Regions from separate parts of the Mus musculus genome. Here all the other regions are linked to region 1. Evidence: chromatin contacts called from public Micro-C and promoter capture Hi-C data. All regions are on one chromosome and are shown on one strand. Each heading gives the region's core, a stretch centred on a gene start, on an enhancer-like site or on the middle of the called end of the contact. The rest is flanking DNA. Distances are from core to core; before and after follow the strand shown.

Region 1 (4,145 bases), core at 722-3,221:
TTCTCTTTTTCAACTCGAAATGTACGTTTTCTGCTTTCTCTCTGTGCTCTGTTACACACTTTCTGTCTGAACCCTAGAGACTGGTAGTATACCTTGCTTGCTTCACTATTTTGAATGACCACTTCACAGGTATGCCTCTGCTCCTGATCCATGTGGGTCTCCAAAGAACAGAGAAAGAATGTGAAAGCTGTATCAACCTTAAACAAAGAAGTAAATAAAGGGGGTGAAGCACCTGCTATTTTGTATGTATGCCTTACAGAACCACAACCTTGCAGAGTGTCCACAATCTTGTATAAAGGCCACTTTGACAGGGACATCTGTCTAGCAGCTTTCTGTTCAACCCCGGACTGATGCCACTTTGGTTAATCAGTCATCAATGACTATTTCACAATACTTGCTAGAGCTCGCATTTCCCCTTTAAAAACTTCCCTTTGTTCCCAGTGTTGATATACCCATGGCTTCCAATGGCTGCAATCTCAAAGCACAAGACTCTGTCTCCCCTGTTTCAATGTAGCTCTGCCTTTTCCTAATAGAATACTATGATTCTTTAGAGAGTGAAAAAGAAAGAGAGAGAGAGAGAGAGAGAGAGAGAGAGAGAGAGAGAGAGAGAGAGAGAGAGAGAGGAAGGAAGGAAGGAAGGAAGGAAGGAAGGAAGGAAGGAAGGAAGGAAGGAAGGAAGAAAGAAAGAAAGAAAGGAAGAAAGGAAGGAAGGCAGGCCAAGCTTGAGGAAAGGCCCGAACTGAAGCCACTAGGAATGGACCAGCAAACTCCAACCCTTAGTGGTGGTTGTTGGTGTAAAGACCCAAAGTCCCAGGAGAATGTCTGATTGGCTGCGTTTGGCCTGCCCTTAGCTAGAATTGGATAAGACCATTTGATTGACAGTCTTAAGAGCTTGTAGAAAGGGACCATTATGCAGCTGCAAAACTTACTGGACCAACTGTGTCTTTAGAAGGTGCTATCAAGTCAGGCGGTGGTGGCACACGCCTTTAATCCCAGCACATGGGAGGCAGAGGCAGGCGAATTTTTGAGTTCGAGGATAGCCAGTGCTACACAGAGAAACCCTGCCTCGAAAAACAAAACAAAACAAAAAAAAAAGAAGGTGCTATCAATTTAGGCAGGAGAGATGCCCTTCCAGGTGTGAACCGAATCTCCAAGTCCTAGGGTGACAGTGAGATCTAGCCTCAGTGTCTCACGGATTGCTGCTACAAGCCCTCAGGAAGCTCAGGATACAGTACAGTGAATGTGTTTGAATTAGATGGACGACCTCAACTGGGGCCCTAGAGGCTCATTTGTTTCCATGAAAGGAGCGCTTGGCTCTGAATGACTGAACTGGGTGTGTCTTGCAGACACAACCCTGAGTCAGAGGGAGGGATGAGGAGCTGAGCAACCTTGCAGAATCCGGGCGGGTGGAGGACCCCAGCATCTCAGGCAGCTCCGCTGGGCCTTGGGAACTTGGGTGGTCACCTTTGTCCTTTCTCAGCTGACCTTCTGTTATATCCCAGTAGTGTTGACTGCCGTCCCCGTCTCTTCTGTGCTCTGACCTTGGGCCATTTGCTTCACCTCTCTGAACATTGGTGTATAGAACGCGACCTTTTTCAAGATGCGGTTCAGCAGCAAGCATCATTAATCCCAGACTCCCACCCCACCCCCGGAGGCAGAGGAAGGCAGATCTCTGAGAGTGCAAGGGCTAGCCTGGTCTACATAATGAGTTCTAGGCTAGCATAGTGAGGCTCTAACTTTTTTTTTTAAGACACTTAAACAGGACTGGGTGGTGTTCAGAAGCTCAGCGTGCAGCCGGGAAACCACAGGCTTCAGATGTGGAGGCCCCCGAGTCTTCTTTCTTCCTAGCCCCATTTGTGGCTTTGGCAGGGATATGGCGCCAATATTCACAGTATTTTCTTGGTTGACTGTGGGTGCAGGGGGCGTGTCCCTTCTCTGTACTTCCTCCACCCAAGTTACCAGCACTCCTCTATTCTGGTGAATCCCCGCGTTTCCCGCGTTTCCGTTTCCATAAGAGCTCGATTCTGAGAGCTCAGAACAGCTCATTCATTCCTAAATTAACCTTCTCCAAAGTGGGGCGGGAGGTCGCTTCTGCACTTGAAAACGTTGTCTCCTCCCAGGGAACACTGAAACCTTTAAGGGCAGCAACCCACCCCGACTGGGGCCGGCGCCCCTCCCAGAACCGCGGGCAGCTCTGGCTGGCTTTTTCCAAACCCTCCTCTGCTTGTTTACCTTCACTCTGTGAGCCCATGTTTACCGTCTGTCCCCACGCGACAGGGCTGGTTTGTAGAGCCCCCACCCCCGCCCTGCAAATTGCTCTCTTTGCTCAACACTGAGACTCAGAATTCCTTTGGGCTCAACACAGAAAACGAGCTACTCTTGCCCCCTCCCACCCCCGCCCTTTTTAAAAAAAAAAAAAAAAACTGAGGAGGGATTTAATTCAGGGCCAAGCTAGCCTTGTGCTCTGCCACTGAGCCATACTTCTAACCCGGTCTCTTTTTAAATTAAAAAAAAAAAATTCTTTAAAAAAAAGTGTGAGGGAGGTGCACATGCCCGTTTGTTAGTCTGGATGTGTGCAAACGCAAGTACACACAAGGTCTACATGAAATTTATTTTCTTGCTTGCTCTCCACCTTCATATTTATTTATTTATTTATTATTTTTGAGGCTGGAGAGATGGCTCAGTAGGGAGGAGCTCTGGCTACTCTTGCAGAGGACCAGGATTTGATCCCAGCACTCTACATGGCTGTTCACAACTGTCTCTAGCTCCAGGTCCATCTGTAAACAGAAAAATAAAGATATGTACATCTCTTTGAAAATGTCATACAAGCCCATCCTGAGTTCTTCACGCCCTTCCTCTCTCTCATTCGCTCTTACTCCTGCTAAAACCCTTCCTTTCTTAACAAGTCCAGTGCCTCTCCCCTCTTGATCCACCTAGTTTCACTGGGGTTGTTGCATGAACATGAGCAGGAGACTAGAATGTGGGCAACTTGGGAAAATGATACCTCCACCCCCACCCAAGTCCCGCCCCTAGTTCCTAGTCAGCTCCTCCCTCCTGCAAGATACAATGTCTGCCTTTGTTTTTTGAGTCAGGGTCTTTCACTGACCCTGAAGTGTAAGGCTAGACTGGCTGACCAATGAGCTTCAGGGTTCTGCTTTCAGCTCCGCCCCAACCCCAGTGCTGAGATTACTGGCACTCCACTGTGTTCAGTTTTATACAGGTTCTGGGGATCCAAACGGAGGTCCTCAAGTTTGCTTGGTAGGGCTTTACTGACTAAGCTATCTCCTCGGCTCCCTACCCCTCCCCTTCTTTTAGTTGCTATATTATCTTGGGCGTGGCTAGTTTATCAAAGCCCTCTTGGGCGCTTGGGTTGTGGCTGGTGTTTTATATAACATTTTGTGTTGTGCAAAGTGAGTTTCAAACTTTTTCCCAAATGAGGGTCTGAGGAGGTAGGCTGTTCCAGAAAGCATTTTTAGGACATCAACAAAGACTAAAGACTCTTACACCCAAAGCTCACATCCTGAGTTGAATTCAGTCCTCTGAACCTAGTCCTCTGACCTGTGTGTGTGTGTGTGTGTGTGTGTGTGTGTGTGTGTGTGTTTGTGTATGCGCTGGCTGTGGCACTGGCGTGTCCTCACAAGTACACAAATAAAGGAATACATGTGCTGTCAGGGGAGCTGCACATTTCAGGTGTGAGCTCTGCCGCTCACCAATGGCCAGATGTGCTTGGCTTCCTCTGCCTGTGGGTCAGGGTTTGCAAAGGCTTCCGAGCTCAGCCCTGGCTTTCTGCTTTTGTTTTTAATTCGCCGACACTATTCCTTCACATTCTGTCATCACATATATATCATTAGCTACAAATCACACGCCAGAAAAACGACATCCATTTAAAGTGGTTTTGGCAGGTTCACAAGTTTGGGCAGCCACCAGCACGCTCTAATTTTATAATACCTTCTTTACATGCCCAAAGGAACCCCTCGTCATTACCACCCATTCCGTGGCTTTTGGTGGCCAAGATCCACTCTGTCTCTGGACTCACAGAACCAGAGCTCTGTGGCACCAGGTTGGGCAGTGGAGGCTGGTTCTTCCTGCCCACATGCAATCCTGAAGTATCCCCGCCCTACCCCTGGTAAGCAACCTCCTTCTAC
Region 2 (4,145 bases), core at 1,227-3,726, 730 kb after region 1:
GGGCCCTCATAGGGAGCAGTCCTATTGATAGCGGCCCCATTGGATCATCCTATCTCATAGCTCTCCCTTTGGTTCCCCACAACAATTATACACCTCCCCTCACCTCAGGGCCTTTGCACATACACACCTCTCTCTGCCTGGCACACCTTCCCCTAGCTTCATGCCCAGACGCCCCCTAAATTCCTCCTTCAAGAGTCCTCTGCCTTTATCACAGCCACGAGTATATATTCATTTATCTGGCCACTTGCTTGATGCATGGCCTATCCCCCACACTCCAGTTTCTAGGAGTCAAAGACCTGCTCACAGTTTCCCAGCAAGTCCCCAGGCAGATGACCTTCTGAATAGAAAGGAAGAGCACTGACCCAGCTGCATTCTTGGCTGGCCCGCCACTGCTTCACTCAGCTTAAGCCCCTCCTCCAGGAAGCTGTCTGCTCCTCCTACCACAAAGCTGCTCAACAAAGTTCCCAGGCCCTGGTGCATAGTATATGCTCAATGCGCGATCAAAGTCAGCAGATGGACAGCAAGAACAAAGATCATTTAACCATGTCCTTCCGAGATTCCTGGGGGGCTAGGGGAGCGAGACACACCCTATCCTCACCCCCACCCTCAGATGACAATCAGGGAAGAAGCCCCAAACAGGAGCCAGCCTATGTGCTGGAGGCTGGTGGGGGAGAGGGGGTTCGGGAAAAGGACACAGGAGATAGAGGAAGGTGGGGTGGGAGAGATTAGGGTTGCCCTAAGGCTGGGATGAACAAGGATGAACAAGAGACTAGGGGGAGGGGACGGAGCAGGGAGCATGGCACTCCTAGCACTCATTAGTGTGTGCCCCATGATGTAGACAGGAGGTCAGCTGAGAGGTGACACACTGTAAATCACTTCCCTTGTGGAAAGGTTACCTCACCCAGACACACCTCATCTCCAGTAGGGCCTTATGTCTCTGCCAGGTGCGAGAGATATGGAGGGAAACTTCCAACAATGCCTTGTGCCTGATCTAAAACTACACACCCTTCACCGTCACGGTGGGTTAAAGGGCAGCCAGACAGCTCCTCAGGAAGGCTATATCCTCCTCTGCAGCTGCAGACCAGGCTAACCCCGGGAGGCGTTCACTGGATATCAGCAGCTCTGGTTATAACTGCTCCATTTTCTTTCCTGTGGTTCTGCAGCTAGCACCAGGGCCTTGAACAAGCTGAGCCTGTGCTCTACCACCGAGCTACCTCACAAGCCAACTGATCGATCCTCCCTGAGAGGACTGAGGCCAAAGGGAACCCTTTGTAGCACGGAGTTACCCGCTTCTGCAGGCAGCTGTGCCACAGGTACCTCAACCATCCTGTGCGAGCGAGCTCCAGGATGGGACTCATTTATTGAGCACGCCCCCCCATATATGCCAAGTCCTGGGCTGCGGAAGTGCAGGGAATAGTCACTGATGTGAATAGTCCAAGGGGCGGTCCCTGGCTCAGGTCACTCAGGAAAACAAGAAACCTAGACACCTGGACTCCATAAGGTTGGAAGAGTCCCCTGCCCCCGCCCCTGCCCCCGCCCCCGTGTCCACCTTGGTAACTAAATCTGACCTATACCCAGATGACCCCAACACCACTTGCCTTCACTGGGCAGTCTGTAAAGCCGGGAAGACCTCAGGGTCCCAGAAGCCTCACACACCTCTGTCCACCTTTCTAATCGGAATGCCTCAAAGGTTTATGGGATGGATACCCAGAGTGAGTCCCCTCTGTTCACCCCACCCTTCAACCAGCCCACCTACCACTGAGGAGGGCCTTGGCTCAGAGAGCTAACTAAGGCACAAGTGGTGGTGGGTCGTAGTAGGGGGCACAAACTCACCTCCAGTACCTGCCTGGGTGGGCAAGCGGACCTGGTGGCGGTAGTGAAACCCCAAAACTTTTGCCAACTTCTGAGTCCATCGGTCGCTGGGCCTGCGCAGGGGCGAGGCTGGGGGTTGGGGGGGATGGGGGGCGAGGACAGGGTGGCCCTGTTTCTTCCAGACCAGCAGCACTAGGCCCTACCCAAGGCCCCAGTGAGACCTAAGGAGGTAGTGTGGCCCTCCAGGTGCCCCTTCCCCAACGCCCACCCCACCCCCACCGCCCACTCCGGGCCGGGGGCGCCAGGCCCAGCAGCCGCGATCGCGGGCGGCGCCGATCGGCCGGGTTTTCAAATGTGGCCTAACCGAGCCAGGGGACTCTGCGGCCGAGGGTCCCCGCGTTCCGGTGCCCCCCGCACCCCGCTCGTCCTCCCCCGCGCATCCCAACAAAAGGCCGCGGCGGGCAGCTCGCGGGCCGCGGCGTAGAGTGGGCAGGGCGGGAGCCCGCAGCAGGGCGCGGGGCCGGCGGGGCGGGGGCGCTCACCTGCACGGCGACCGTGAGCTCCGGACGCGCCCGGGCGGACCCCAGCGGGGCGCGCGGCGCTGGCGGGCAGCGGCCTGGCCGCTCCGGCGGGGCGGCCGGTTGGATTCCGGGCCCGGAGAGACAGACCGAGAGAAAGGGAGGAGGCGGCGGCGGTGGCGGCGGCGGCGGCGAGGGGGAGGGAGCGCGCGGGAGGAGGGGCCGCGGCCGCCGCGAGCCGGAGAAAGGAGGAAGCGCGGACCCGGGCCCCGCCGGCGACCCGGGAGACCTGCTGTGCGAGCCGGGCCCGCGCCTCCCGCACCCAGCCCCCCACCCCCCGCAGCTCCGCCCGCGGGGGCGCCCCCCCAACCCCACGCCACGCGCCGGGCTCGGCCTCCCGGGACCACGTTAGCGTTCAACCCTAGCTACCTGAGCTACGCACCGGTGGCTAGCACTGTCCGGAAACTGAGGCACTGGCCACACCAGCCTTGACCCTGAGTGTCTCTAATCCTCAGAGACTGGAACCGAAGGGACAGGGAAATAGTGAGGGGGAGAGGCAGTATTGTTAAAATGTATCAAAAGGCAAAACAGTGGCTCACTATGTGGCCAAGGCTGGCCTTGAACTTGCGGAGCCTCCAGCCTCTGCCAATGGAGGGCAGGAACTTGCGGGGCCCAGCTCAATTAGGCCAAGCCTAAATTCACTTTCAATGCATAAGGAGACCGTGTGCATCTGCTGGGCAGTGTGCTTGTTGCCAGCCACTGAGGATGACAGAACCAACCGGACAGGAAGTAGAGAAGAAAAATGGGGCAAGCGGGATGAGATGTGGCTTCAGGCTGGTCTCAAAGACCACCAGGTTCTAGCGCTGCCCGTTGGGGGTCCAGGAGCATCCTTGACTCCTCCCGTTCACTCTGGAAAGATGGGCCTGACCATCTATCAACCATCTCCATGTTCCTTCCTTGAAAGTGCTTCCATCTCACAGACAGGGAAACTGAGGTTCATGTGGCACAGGCCTGGGCTTCTGGCAAAGATCCCTCCCAAAGGGCAAGTCCCCCATCATCCTAGATTGTGAGAGGCTCCAGCCCCAGGGTACAGCTATGTCTCCCAGGAGACCAGGAAAGGGCAAAGCTTTGAGTCAGACTGATCTGAGGTCACATCTAGGCCAGGTGCCTCAGGGTGTGTTCTGTCCACTAGCTTCCTGTTCCAGCCCCCTCTGTTGTGAAGAAGGAGTGGGCCAGGCTGAAGATCTGAGGGCCTCACTGACAAGAGCAAGTGGGGCCAGGGTAGCCCACTGTGGCCACGGGGACTGCTCAGGGTTTCTCATGAACAGCGGGCAAACTAGCCAGCCACTCCTGTTCGCAGGGCTTGCTTAAAGATTAACGGCAGTTTCCCAGGGCTCCCCTGGGCAGGCTCTGGCTGGAGGAGCAGGTTTCTCCGCCCTCCTCCATGCCTAAGATTTGTCTAATGGCCTTTACTGGCCACTCTGGGCTGAGGGAGGGGAGGGGAGGGTGGATACTCTTCCTGTGAGGCACTGGGGCTGGCTCTCAAACGGCTTGCAAGCACTTACTGAGCAGTGTCCTTCCCTGTGCCATACTTGGTGATGTCAGACTGGTCACCTGGTGTCAGCCTCAGAGGAAGTACGTTCTACTTGGAAATGGGGAGAAATGTGACAATGAACCCATTAGTTTTTCCTTCCAGAGAGTTGGTTAACTATTTGCCAAATGTATCACTACATCTGTCCCCAGAAATTCAACAGGAAAGGTCTGGGTGGTTCTAGAGCTGAGAAGACAGAGAGCTTCAAAGCATAAACTTTAGAC
Region 3 (4,145 bases), core at 866-3,365, 560 kb after region 1:
TAGAAAAGAGGGGGATGGTGTATACCGTGTGCTCAGGAGAAGACTGTCAACCAACAGTACCAGGCCCGGCCAAATGGTCTGCCAAAAATGAAGGAAAGAGAAAAATACCTCTAAAAGCTGAGAGAAGTCATAACCACCAGGAGAAAGAGATTAATACATCAATCAGAGCACCTAGGAGGACAAATCTTACTTGTAAGAGTGAACATAGCGATATTTAGACTACGCTGACACTGTAAGCATGGAGCAAAATCCACTATGTGCTTATACAAAGGACAGCTACATTAGCTTGTTAAGAGATTGACAGTATAGAATGAGGTAAATTAAGACATCAAAAGTCAAAATAGGGGACAAGGGCCTGCTCAGAGGTACAACTATTACCCAGCACACAAAAATTACATAAATAAATTTAAATGGGGCAAATGGAGTCTTTTTGTTTGTTTCATTTTTGTGTCTTTTTTTAAATCTGTATGACTAAGGCTAACTTTCTATCCACTTAAAATAACTTGTAACAAGCTGGGCAGGCGTGGTGGCGCACCCCTTTAATCCCAGCACTTGGGAGGCAGAGGCAGGTGGATTTCTGAGTTCGAGGCCAGCCTGGTCTACAGAGTGAGTTCCAGGACGGCCAGAGCTACACAGAGAAACCCTGTCTCAAAAAACCAAAAATAAATAAATAAATAAATAAATAAATAAATAACTTGTAACAAAATGGTTGCTTCTTCAGAAAATTTATTCAAGAAGGAATAGAACCCAGCCCACCATCTCCAGGACACCTGCAGACAAAGCTAGACAAAGATGTTAAAGGAATACAGTTAGCCAGGTGTGGTGGCTCATGCCTGTAACCCCAAGCCCTCTGGGTGGGTCTGTACTTTATTTTTCATTTAGTTTTATTTTGTAAAATATGCTTCAGTGAAGTTGAGTCTCATTTGTTTGTTGTTTGTGATTGGGTCTCACTCTGTAGCTCAAGCAGACATTGGGTCATCCCACCTCAGCCTTGCAACTGCTAGACCCTAGAGACATGAGCCACCATCACTGAATAGGAGTGTGTGTGTGTGTGTGTGTGTGTGTGTGTGTAAGAGAAAGAGAGAATGTGTGTGATAGAGTGTATGTGAGCATGGGTGACTGTGTAGAGTGTGTGTCAGGATGTGAATGTGACTATATGTGTGTGTGTGAATGTGTGTATGAGTGTGTGTGAGAGAGAGAGAGAATGGGGGAGTGTGTGTATGAGTATGTGTGTGTCAGAGTGTGAGTGTATGTGTGTGTGGGGAGAGTGTGTGTACGTGTGTAGAGTGTGTTAGAGTGTGAGTACATATGTGTGGGTGGGTGTGAATGTGTGAGAGTGTGTGTGTGACAGTGTATGTGTGTGTGAGAGAGTTTGAGTGTATGAGTGTGTGAGAGTGTGTGTGTATGAGAGTGTATGTATGTGACCGTGTGTGATTTGCATGTGCATGATGTGTGTATGTAGACATGTAGATGCCTGTGCTATAGTATGTGGAAGTCAGAGGCTAACCCCAGCTGTTGGGACTCACCTTTCACCTTGCTAGTTGATGTGTACCCCAGGTTAGCTGCCTGTGAGCATCTGGGCATTCTCCTATCTCTGCCTCCCATTTCCCTGGAGGCGGAACAGGATCCCACATGCACTGTCGTGGAGACTCAAAATCAAGCCCTTACACTCCTGAGGCATCTCACTCAGCCATCTCCCCAGCTCGGAGGCTGTTTTTGTTTATTGGTAGTATGGAAGAGCCAAGCGCCTCTTGGATACCAGAGAAGCTGTCTACCTCTAAACTACAGCCCCAGCCCTAGAAATTGGTTCTTTTTTTTTTTTTTTTTTTTTTTTTTTTTTTTGGTTTTTTGAGACAGGGTTACTCTGTATAGCCCTGACTATCCTGGAACTCACTCTGTAGACCAGGCCGGCCTCGAACTCAGAAATCCGCCTGCCTCTGCCTCCCGAGTGCTGGGATTAAAGGCGTGCGCCACCTAAAGGTAACAGTAGCAGAGCACTGTGGCAGAAATCTTCCCCTAATGAATAAAGATTTCAAGGGACCAATCACTGGGTGAGTAGTAGGCGGGACTTCTGGGTCGGTGAGAGGAAGAGGGAAGCACGAGAAAGAGACTTCCTTTTGGACAGGAGAGAGTGTGGAGTACACAATGTAGGTAGAAAGAGGTTCCTGGTTTAGGTGGCAGATCCACTGGGATGCACCACCTGGAGGATTTATAATTTGAATAGCTTACAAAATCAGGATGCTAGTTTCTGCACCCAGCGATTGTATTGCCTGTTGATTCTAAACTAAGATTGTGTGGTGTTTTCCTTCATGAGGCGACTCAGCTGGGTTCCAGAGAAAGGTATGGTGGCAGGGCATCCCAGCCTGCCACAGGAATTTGGAAGCATGGGGGGCTGGGGGAGGGGGGTGGCGGCGGCCGGCCATGGGAACTTAGAGAGCCGGGTGGCCTGTCCGCCAGTGCCTTGCCGGCCGTAGCATGGATTGCCTTTTAAATGTAGTTCACGCTACAGATCGTGGTAGTGCATACTTTACATCCGAGCACTTGGCAGGCAGAGGCACGAAGATCTCTGAGTCTGAGGGCAGCCTGGTCTGTGTAGTGAGTTCTAGAGCAGCCAGGACTACGTAGAGAGAAACTGTCTCAAAGCAAATAATAAATAAATGAATAATAAATACAATGTAACAATAAATCCTGCCTGAGGACTATAGCTTTCCTGGTACCAGAAGGCTTCATGCAAGCTTCCAAAGAAGGGAAGCAACCAAGAGCCCTACCCAGCTCTGACACCCATGAACCACACAAGCAGCATGGCACAGTAACTGTAAGGGTGCAATAGTGCCATGCATACTTTGGCAGTAACCAACAGCTCTCTAATTAGACATTAAGATCTTCTCAACGAGAGGGAAATCATGTCTGCTCCTGGACACCTAGCCAGTTACCCAAGACTACTGAAGTCATGGATTTTGAAGAAAAAAACCTATCACCTATAACCACTGCTTTACTAAACAGCATAACCCCTAACTACATCCTTAATATCTATGCTTATTTTCATAAAATAAGCACAGTCCTCACCTCTTACAACAGCAAATTAGTTAAACCACTTTGGTTCCCATTGGGGAAAGCGCTGCACTCACCCAAGAGCGCTCTGGATTCACCAATGAAAGGCACACACACCCCAAGCTAATTTTGATATGCCTTGACTAGCTCAATGGCTGGGCACTTTTTTATGTGTATGGGTAATTTTCTTAAAGATTTATTATTATATCTAAGTACACTGTAACTGTCTTCAGACACTCCAGAAGAGGGCGTCAGATCTCATTACTGATGGTTGTGAGCCACCATGTGGTTGCTGGGATTTGAACTCACGACCTTTGCAAGAGCAGTCAGTGCTCTTAACTGCTGAGCCATCTCTCCAGTTCCCAACAACCTCTTATCAAGGAAGCTTCTCTCTGCAGCAGATGAAGACCATTAAGGGAAACTACAACCCGTGGCTGAAGAGTGGGCAGAAGACTTGAAGAGCCAGAAGAACAGAGGATTTGCCTGTGAGATTGTGTCTCCTAGAAATGTCAGAAGCTGCGGCCATAAGGTCTTCCTAACGCGGCTGCCAACACATGGCCTGAACAAGGACGACGCCAGTAGACATGCTCATGTGGGCAGAGGAAGTGGAGCTTATGGAGCTTCAAAGCTGCAATTACAGGCAGCCAAGGAGTGCTGAGAGTAGGGGAACGTCTTCTCCAAGGAAGAAGCTACATAAGATAGAGAGCTCGTCTCAAAGAAATACATTATTGTTTGTAGACAGGGTTTCACTATGTAGACCAGGCTGCCTGCCTCTGATTCCTGAGATTAAAGGCATGTTTCACTACATCTGGCCAAATATGTATGTATGTGCTTGTGTGTGTGTGTGTGTGTATGTCACAATAAATCTGTGTAATGGAAACTGACCCTGTGGTGGGAAGAAAGATTCATCTCTTGCATTGACCTGTATCCCTGTCCATTCCATACAATTATGTAATTATGTTGTCAATTTCTGTAGGAAAGTCTTGCCTGAGACAGTGCTTAACTTGAAGATTGTTTGGGGAGAAACAATTTGAGTGTTGAGTCATTCAGTCCATAATTATTGGAGGCCTCCTCATTCATTTAGGGCAGCGGTT

Evidence for each region. Promoter capture Hi-C pulls out the DNA fragments that hold promoters and counts their contacts. Hi-C and Micro-C count contacts between places; a contact is called where the count stands out from the background.
Region 2: a contact with region 1 is called in a Micro-C map of embryonic stem cells, with 1.8 times the contacts expected there. The contact joins the promoter of Src here to the enhancer-like site in region 1. A contact is called at or near these places in 1 of 484 Hi-C or Micro-C datasets (embryonic stem cells) and 1 of 115 datasets of contacts at active chromatin or transcription factors (pancreatic cancer cells).
Region 3: a promoter capture Hi-C map of embryonic stem cells shows a contact between it and region 1, with 6 times the contacts expected there. The contact joins the promoter of Platr27 here to the enhancer-like site in region 1. A contact is called at or near these places in 3 of 39 promoter capture datasets (embryonic stem cells and hippocampal neurons), 2 of 15 datasets of contacts at CTCF or cohesin (embryonic stem cells and stem cell-derived epiblast-like cells), 10 of 484 Hi-C or Micro-C datasets (the HL-1 cell line, embryonic stem cells, immediate neuronal precursor and 2 more), 12 of 115 datasets of contacts at active chromatin or transcription factors (embryonic basal ganglia, embryonic midbrain, embryonic stem cells and 3 more) and 2 of 9 other capture datasets (embryonic stem cells and pancreatic islet).

The regions. Positions count from the first base shown.
Region 1 is chr2:158,152,042-158,156,186 of GRCm38.p6, reverse strand. No RefSeq gene overlaps it. Among named protein-coding and RNA genes, the nearest start is that of Tgm2, 7.7 kb to the right of the region's middle. Within about 2 kb of position 1,971, at least 158 of the 459 cell types and tissues checked have an H3K27ac peak or open chromatin away from gene starts, as enhancers often do. A contact at or near this core is called in embryonic stem cells, pancreatic cancer cells and pancreatic islet, where this site is marked.
Region 2 is chr2:157,422,624-157,426,768 of GRCm38.p6, reverse strand. Src (Rous sarcoma oncogene) reads right to left here and starts at 2,476. Exons shown (of 15, transcript NM_009271.3): 1 at 2,355-2,476.
Region 3 is chr2:157,595,290-157,599,434 of GRCm38.p6, reverse strand. Platr27 (pluripotency associated transcript 27) reads left to right here and starts at 2,115. Exons shown (of 2, transcript NR_166472.1): 1 at 2,115-2,340; 2 at 3,450-3,856.